Linked DNA regions of Mus musculus: region 1 is linked to region 2. The links are chromatin contacts, called in public HiChIP or PLAC-seq maps. All regions are on one chromosome and are shown on one strand. Each heading gives the region's core, a stretch centred on a gene start, on an enhancer-like site or on the middle of the called end of the contact. The rest is flanking DNA. Distances are from core to core; before and after follow the strand shown. Region 1 has its middle 21 kb from the start of Klhl24. Region 2 holds the start of Klhl6 (kelch-like 6).

The links. HiChIP or PLAC-seq counts read pairs in DNA pulled down with a chosen protein or histone mark.
Region 1: a contact with region 2 is called in an H3K4me3 HiChIP or PLAC-seq map of the 230-238 cell line, with 28 read pairs. The contact joins the enhancer-like site here to the promoter of Klhl6 in region 2. A contact is called at or near these places in 6 of 39 promoter capture datasets (the C10 cell line, the SN4741 cell line, cranial neural crest and 3 more), 1 of 15 datasets of contacts at CTCF or cohesin (CD8 T cells), 8 of 484 Hi-C or Micro-C datasets (CD8 T cells, bone marrow-derived macrophages, centroblasts and 4 more), 6 of 115 datasets of contacts at active chromatin or transcription factors (the 230-238 cell line, bone marrow-derived dendritic cells, bone marrow-derived macrophages and 2 more) and 2 of 9 other capture datasets (adipose tissue and liver).

Annotation. Positions count from the first base shown.
Region 1 is chr16:20,074,340-20,078,250 of GRCm38.p6, forward strand. No RefSeq gene overlaps it. Among named protein-coding and RNA genes, the nearest start is that of Klhl24, 21 kb to the right of the region's middle. Within about 2 kb of position 2,537, at least 25 of the 459 cell types and tissues checked have an H3K27ac peak or open chromatin away from gene starts, as enhancers often do. A contact at or near this core is called in the 230-238 cell line, centroblasts, pre-B cells and 2 more, where this site is marked.
Region 2 is chr16:19,980,701-19,984,611 of GRCm38.p6, forward strand. It overlaps Klhl6 (kelch-like 6), which reads right to left and starts at 2,349. Exons shown (of 7, transcript NM_183390.3): 1 at 2,017-2,349. The coding sequence starts at 2,303.

The sequences.
Region 1 (3,911 bases), core at 1,287-3,786, 94 kb after region 2:
CTTGATAGCTGAGATTGCTTTATTGGAACAGTGAAGGGCCTCTTTTTGCAGGGTAAAGGCTGAGCACATCTGGAAAAGCTGGGACATGAATATATATACATGTACACATATACAGGCAGCTACCAAAAGATACAGCTATTTTTATTTGTTTGTTTGTTTGTTTGTTTGTGATTTGACTGGGAGCAGTATGGATTGTTTTCTATTCTTAGGCATATTGTTTCTGCAGGTAGAGCTGAATGACCAGTCAGGCAAAGATAAGCCTATAATTCTTTATGACTAGCAACTACTGCCCAGTACAACATAACTCAATTTCTCATGACCCTATGCAATTTACTATCCATGACTTACTAAAATTACTACCATGCCCACTACAAAGGTGAGCAGGTATCATAAAGTAAAGAAGACAAAAAGAGTAGAGCTAGACATGTCAGACTTTCTTCCCCTCTCAGATGCCTGCAAGGCCCAAATTAGATCCTATCTTGCCTATGTTCCATATACCAGCTTCCTGAGTTCAAATTGGAATATATAGTTATTTTATTAAGAAAAAATTGTTTCTAGTTATGATAGCACACATCTTTCATCTCAGCACTTTAGAGCCAAAGGCAAGGAGATTTTGCATAGCAAGTTCCAGGACAGAACAGTCAGGATTACATAGAGAGACCTTGTGTCAGAAAGAAAGAAAGAAAGAAAGAAAGAAAGAAAGAAAGAAAGAAAGAAAGAAAGAAAGAAAGAAAGGAAGGAAGGAAGAAAGAAAGAAAAAAAGAAAGAGAGAGAGGGAGAGGAAGGGAGGGAGGGAGGGAGGAAGGAAGGAAGGAAGGAAGGAAGGAAGGAAGGAAGGAAGGAAGGAAGGAAGGAAGGAAAGAGGGAGTAGTGAAAATTACAAAATATATTTTTGCTAAGAATTTTTTTAAATATAATGAAAAGAAAGAGACCACCATTCCAACTGAAGTGTCTAGACAAAGCAAACTTTACTCTTGATCAAGAGGATGTTATCAGGAAGGGCAAACACATAGCAAGACAGGAAGTGCATTTGGTTGTTATTCTAATACAGGTAGTAACTTTCTTTTCCCCATTGCCTGGGGTCCAACCTCACAGTCTTACTCCATTGGCTAGTCTAAAGAAAGCTGGTACATAGGGAATGAAGGAAGGAGGGGAAAGGAGTCCCAAGCCACCAAATTCCTAGAGCAGGGGGCCTTTGATTAAACAAGGGTTTTCCTGGGAGGATTAATGCTATTTTAAGTCTTAAATGGTGGAAAGACAAAAAAGACCTTAATTCCTTGTCCTAAACACAAGTTTTATAGTATTGGGTAGAAAAGACTCATGTTTGATAATTCTTACATATGTCTGAGGATTTGTCCTGCATGTTATGTCTATGCACCATGAGCATGCCTGGTGCCTGCAGAGGCCAGAAAATGACTTCAGATCCCTTGGAACTGGAGTTACAGTTGTGAGCTGCCATGGGGGTCCTGGGAATCAAACCTGGGTCCTCTGCAAGGACAGCCAATGCTCTTAACTGCTGAGCCAACTCTCTAGCCCCAAGATTTTGGTGGGGGTTTTTTTTGTTTGTTTGTTTGTTTTTGTTTTTTTAAATAGAAATGCTCTTGGATAAGAAAGTATTTTAGATTGTAAATTAGTTTTGTCCTAAAGTGAAAGATTTTTCCAAACTGGAAAAGAAAAAAATGAGGATACAGTTAGAAGTTAAGGTACCTGATAAACACATCTTAAAACTTATTTTAGTGGACAGATATCTATTTGTAAAATTCAATCTATTGTACAAACTTTTAATTTTGTCTGTGAACTTAAGTCTATAGACTGATGGTTAAATGAACAAATGGCTCTGAGAAATTGCCAACATTGAGTAAAGCTTTCTGTTGCCTTAGCCAAAGACACCCCTATCCCTTCTCCTAGGAACATCAGTAGTCTCCTTATACAAGTGTCTTTTGGAGGGTTGGTCTATTGTATTGCTAAGTGTGGGCTTGGAGTCTGCACATAGACCTGTAACCCTTCTCCCAAGTTATTTCTGATTGATAAATAAAGATGCCAACAGCCAATAGCTGGGCAGAAGAAACATAGGTGGGGTTTAGGTTTCCAGGATATGAAGTTCAGGGAGGGACCAAGAGAAAGAAGAAAGTGCAGGAGGAAAAAAGAAGCCACCATGGGTTAGGAGTCAAGAAAATGTGGCCCTGATATATACCACATCAGAGTCCCTTTAACCTGTAGTGAATGGACCCTCTCCGATACTTCTAACCAACCCTGTACCACAAAATTTCATGAAATAAACTCTTAGATTTATATATCTCACCACAAATTTGGGCCAGCTCCCTCTCAGAGCACATATGTACAAATGTAATGTCAGAATTGTCTGTGAGTCCCTGGCTGAAATGCAGGATTTCTTACCTATCAAGTGAGCCAATGACTATTAGTACCAAACACATCTGTTCCAGCTTCCTGCCTGGGCATGAGACCCAGCTGCAGACTCTGTGCTGTGAAACTACTCTATCTCTAGAGGCTATGAGAAGAGACTTTCACTTCTGCCAAGTGCTCCCTGAGTCCCAGGTGTTTGTGGCTGGTGCTGGGACCCAAACTCCCCTGTGACCCTCCCTGTCCTACCATACTTTCACCCCTCTGTCTGTCTACATGACATTAACAACTCTTACAATATGTCCCTCAGTCCCTCGTGTTCCATCTCAGTGTCTTCTTAACCATCCCACTCTAGCCAAAACCTAACACTCACATACTCATTGGATGACACTTGGGTTTAACTACATCAACACCTGAGAGCTTAAGCAGGTAGACTCAAAACCTCTCTAACATTTAGTAGGGAAGATTCTATTACTCCTCTCACTAGTCATGCTTTTGTTTAAAACACCTTACTTACTCAGGGCCCGGCCTTATCTGAATAGACTGTCCTTGTTTAAGAAGATTCAAATTTTTTATTAGTTTCATAAAAAATTCTTTCTTTATTAGGTTTTGATAGGTTACTTCTCCGAAGGTGAAATGAGTTGATACAAGCCAGATTATATTAGATTAAATACAGATTTAGTGGGAAGCTGCTCTCAAGTGAGTTCATGGCCCCAAGGACCAAGGAGGGAAGTCACCATGGGAAGAAAGGTGGAGAGAAAAAGAGAAAGGGCCTCTGTGTGTGTGTGTGTGTGTGTGTGTGTGTGTGTGTGTGTGTGTGTGTGTGTGTGTGTGTAGAGGAGAAGGGGGAAAAAGAGGAAGAGGAGAGAGAGGAGAACCAAAAATGTCTGGATTATATAGGGAAGAACCACTGGGATTAGGGCAGCTGACCCAGCCTCTGGGCTGGAAAGTTCAGGGTTGGGGACAAGGTATGCCAGGTAGGGACTGAGGGATGCTGAGAGAACCTGGAAGCCAGGACTGCTTTGATATGTAAAATATGCACCTCCATGCCTTGTCCTAGGGGTCTGAAACCAAACAAGTATCATTTGGGCTGTTTCCTTTTTTTAAAAATGAACCATTAATTTACTTTATGTATATGAGTACACTGTAGCTGTCTTCAGACACATCAGAAGAGGGCATCAGATCTTATTTCAGGTGGTTGTGAGCCACCATGTGGTTCCTGAGAATTGAACTCAGGACCTCTGGAAGAGCAGTCATTACTCTTAACTGCTAAGCCATATCTCCAGCCCACCTCATCTCCCCAATTTGGACTGCTTTCAATTCCAGATTTTAAATTGGCAAAAACTTACTTTAAATCTCCCCAAAAGAATTCATTTTGTGGTACATCTTTTTTTTTTTTAATCTAATCTCTCAGAACTAAAACTAAACTTCTTCCAAGTAACAAAGAGGGAGAAATATTAACTGAGTCCAATCAGTTGGATTACTGTGTTACTGTTGATATTCAAAAAGTTAAGATATAGCTACTGGAGAAATGGCTCAAGAGAATCTGG
Region 2 (3,911 bases), core at 1,099-3,598:
AGTGTTTTCTGCACTGGCAAGGACATATCTGAACTAAAGCACCTTCTGTTTATGAGGAGAAGCCCAAGAACCAGAAAAAAATTGATGTCTCAGGGGAAGCCAGCCAATAGTCCTGTCTTCTAAGCAAGCAAACACATCTATGAAACTACCAACCAATGATAGCAATTTCTCAGTGACTCAAAACATAAAGAATAAACTGAAAAGGAATACCCAGGGCACTGAGACAAATTGACTTTCATTCCCTCCTGAATGGGAAATCTAGTGGCCAGTACAGGGGCAGGTTAAGCAGTGTGTTTGTGTCAACCCATTTTTATGACCATGCTTATATTTTACCAAGATAGGCTGCAGATAGAATGATGCTCCATACTTAGTGGCAACTCATACGTCAGTTAAAACAAAGACTCTTAGAATGTGTGGAATCCTTGCTCCTGCAATGGCCAGGTAAGTAATGTGCAGTTTTCATTTCCACATCTGAAAAGGGGGCATCTGTCACCTCTATCATGCCAGTGCAAAGCGAAACCAGTGACCGTTGTTTGTGGTAGAAAGCAGTCATGACTTCCCTCAATTCACATAGGCTCTGCCTCTGGCCTTGTCAACATATGGGAGTTCTTTACATACAACTGTCTAACTCTGTTGTTTGAATTCTAAAGAAAAACTTTCTCCTAACTACCCCAAATAAAATACAAATACATATATGAATGAATGATCTGAGCTATATATGTATATGTACTTGCTTGATGTTTATATATTTGATTATGTATAATCATATTTTATTTGAAATATGTGATTTTTGAAAATATTATATATATTCACATGTTATTTTCTTAAAATCCTCAACCAGAACTGAAAGGTAGGAAAATCTCACTAAAAATAAAGTGATTTTTTTCCCCCTACTTTCCAAAACACCTCCCTTATCCACACCATCCTTACTCACTGGTTCTCTGTCATTACCACACTAATGTTGACAATGCTGGTCCAGCTGTATTCATACAAGGTTTCAACAAAGATTTTATGAGCAAATGTATCTACCAGGCACTGTGTGAGATCTTTTCACTAAGAGGATCATTACAACAATGATAAAAGAAAACTGTCACTATACCCATCTACCAGTTGAAATTCAGAGTCGCCTAAAATCTCATGGCCAAGAAAGGGCTCAAGTGACATGGAAACATAGTGTCATCTCACTATGACACCTCAGGAGCCTTTCACATCCAGAGGCTTCTTGCATTGTTTGTCCTTCCCACCACTCCTTGTACACCAGAAACCCCTAATTTTCAGCACGTTATGTGATAACTCCAAGAGTGAGGCCACATTTTTTTCTCTACCTCTACTGATGAACAAAGACAACATCATGTTTTAAACACATTAGTCAAACTGAAGAAAGAGGGGAAAAAAATCCCCCTGGCTTAAGTAACGTCACACCCTTAAAATCAAGGACATAGTGTGGTGTGTGTGTGTGTGTGTGTGTGTGTGTGTGTGTGTGTGTGTGTGTTTAAAGCATATTTTCAATTTTATCATTCCCAAAGTACACTTGTCAAGGTAAAAGATAACAAAACATATTTTTAAAGTATGTTAGCTTGACTCTAAGAGATGATAAAGGATATTAAGACAGAGAATTAAGTCTTTCAAAGAAAAGTATCCGAATGGTGGAATCAGACCAAGGATGAGATGAAAGGTTCCAAGTAATAAATAATAAAATACTGCTTCTAAATGGTCCCAGTTTCTCTTGACCTAAATCAAAATTCTAAAGGTTGATAGTTTCCTTTCTTACATTTTAAGTAGGCACAAACCTTAGTGTATAAGCATACATATTTATATTATACATAGTACATAAGGTAATATATAATACAACATGATACCTAACATACTCTATGTAAGAATATATATAACCATAAATGTAACAGCAAACAAATCAGACTGAGCTTGCTCAGTCTTGTAGATTACAGAGCTCTCGCATCTACAGATGTTTTCCTTGCAATATACATGCAGTTTGACTCGGATTCAAAGCAGACTGACCTGAAATAGTTGCTGGCTGCAGCAAGCACCACTCGATGGCAAGAGAATTCCTGAACATCCACACACAAGATGACGTCTGTCAAAGCATTTTCCTCTCTCAGCGTCTCCAGGCCGTTCTGAAGAATTAAAGAAAGTCTCGTGTCGTCAAATTTTACCTTCTCCCCAGTTAATATTTCCACCAAGTCTCCCCTTTTCTGGGAGGACTTGTCTGTAGTCAGTGCTAAGGGTCCTTCCAAGCTCCTCTCTACCACATCGCTCATGGTGCAGGCGCCTCTTTGTCCTGCCATCAACGTCTAGACTAAAGGAGCTGCCAAGTTTCGGGGAGGTCACACTGCAGAAGCTGAACGGATTTCCTGCACAGGCCCCTCCACTTATCACCAGCTGTCACACATACATAACAGGAAGTCTCACACTTTCTCATCCTGTTACTACAAACACCACCAACTCCTCCTCTTCTTTCTGTGGACTGTCACAGGGTTAGGAATGTCTTTGAGTGGGTGCGTAGATCAGGGATCTGGTGGGGGTGGGGGGGGGGGGGAAGGTAGCTTATCTGTGTCTCCCGGGAGTACGGTTTAGTCCTCTCCCACCTCACGCAAACCTCTGCTTCCAGTTATTATCTGTTTACTTATACCTGCATCAACAACTAAGACTTCAGAGAGGAACTGCATAGGGGGACTTCTCTGTCTCCCACTATCTGAGACCCCTTTGGAGCCTTACCTTTCTTCTGAATATCCCTATAAACTTTCTTTCTGAATTTTAGGGCTTCTCTAACACATACCTTCAAATTTCTCCATCTTCCTTCTGCAAATGATTTCCAAGGGCCTAAGAATCACATGCTCAGATTTAATGAAAGCTATGACCATACTCCTGGTATCAGTCTTCTGTATTAGTTACATCGTTCTGATCATATTATCTGACAGAAAAAATATTTAAGGAACAAAAGATTTATTTTGGTCCAGGATATCTGCCCACTATGCCTGGAAGCGGATGGGATAGTGGGTCAGTCTCCAACAATAACACCACGTGGCATATGTTGTTCACATGGTGGTAGCTCAGAAGGGTACCAGTAACCTTCAAAGGCCTTCCCCTAAATGACCTAATTATACAAATTAGGCTGTACTTCATAAAGGTTCCATAGCCTCCCTAATAACACCAGTTGACAAATAAACGTTCAAGACATAGGCTTATGGCATGACATTTCAGGTTCAAATCATAAAAATGCTTCTAACTATATCCTCTGGTAATGCTGAAAACAATACACAATGACATGAGCCTCTTCATGACAACTTATACCATACTCTCTCAAATTATAGACATAAGGCCAAAACTGCTCTAGCTCCTTACCTCCTCCCAAACACACACACAATAAAATAAAATTCAGTTTCTCATTCATGAGTGTATCTACCAAACTCCTTATTGTTTTATATTTATTTTTCACATGCCTTAAAAACTACTAATGAGGCCATCATTGGGAAGAGAGGCCCCTTGGTCTTGCAAACTTTATATGCCCCATTTCAGGGGAACACCAGGGCCAAGAAGTGGGAGTGAGTGGGTAGGGGAGCAGGGCGGGGGGAGAGTATAGGGAACTTTCGGGGTAGCATTTGAAATGTAAATAAAGAAAATATCTAATTAAAAAAAAAATGAATGTAGCCAGATAGGAATGAGATGTAGACCTCTCAGCTCCTCCTGCATCATGCCTGCCTGGATGTTGCTATGTTCCTGTCTTGCTGATAATGGATTGAACCTCTAAACCTGTTAGGCAATCCTAATTAAATATTATCTTTTATAAGAGTTGTCTTGGTCATGGTGTCTGTTCACAGCGGTAAAACCTAACTAAGACATGTGTCAACCTAAATATATTCTAAGATTCATCATTAACTAGTTCAGTCTTTATA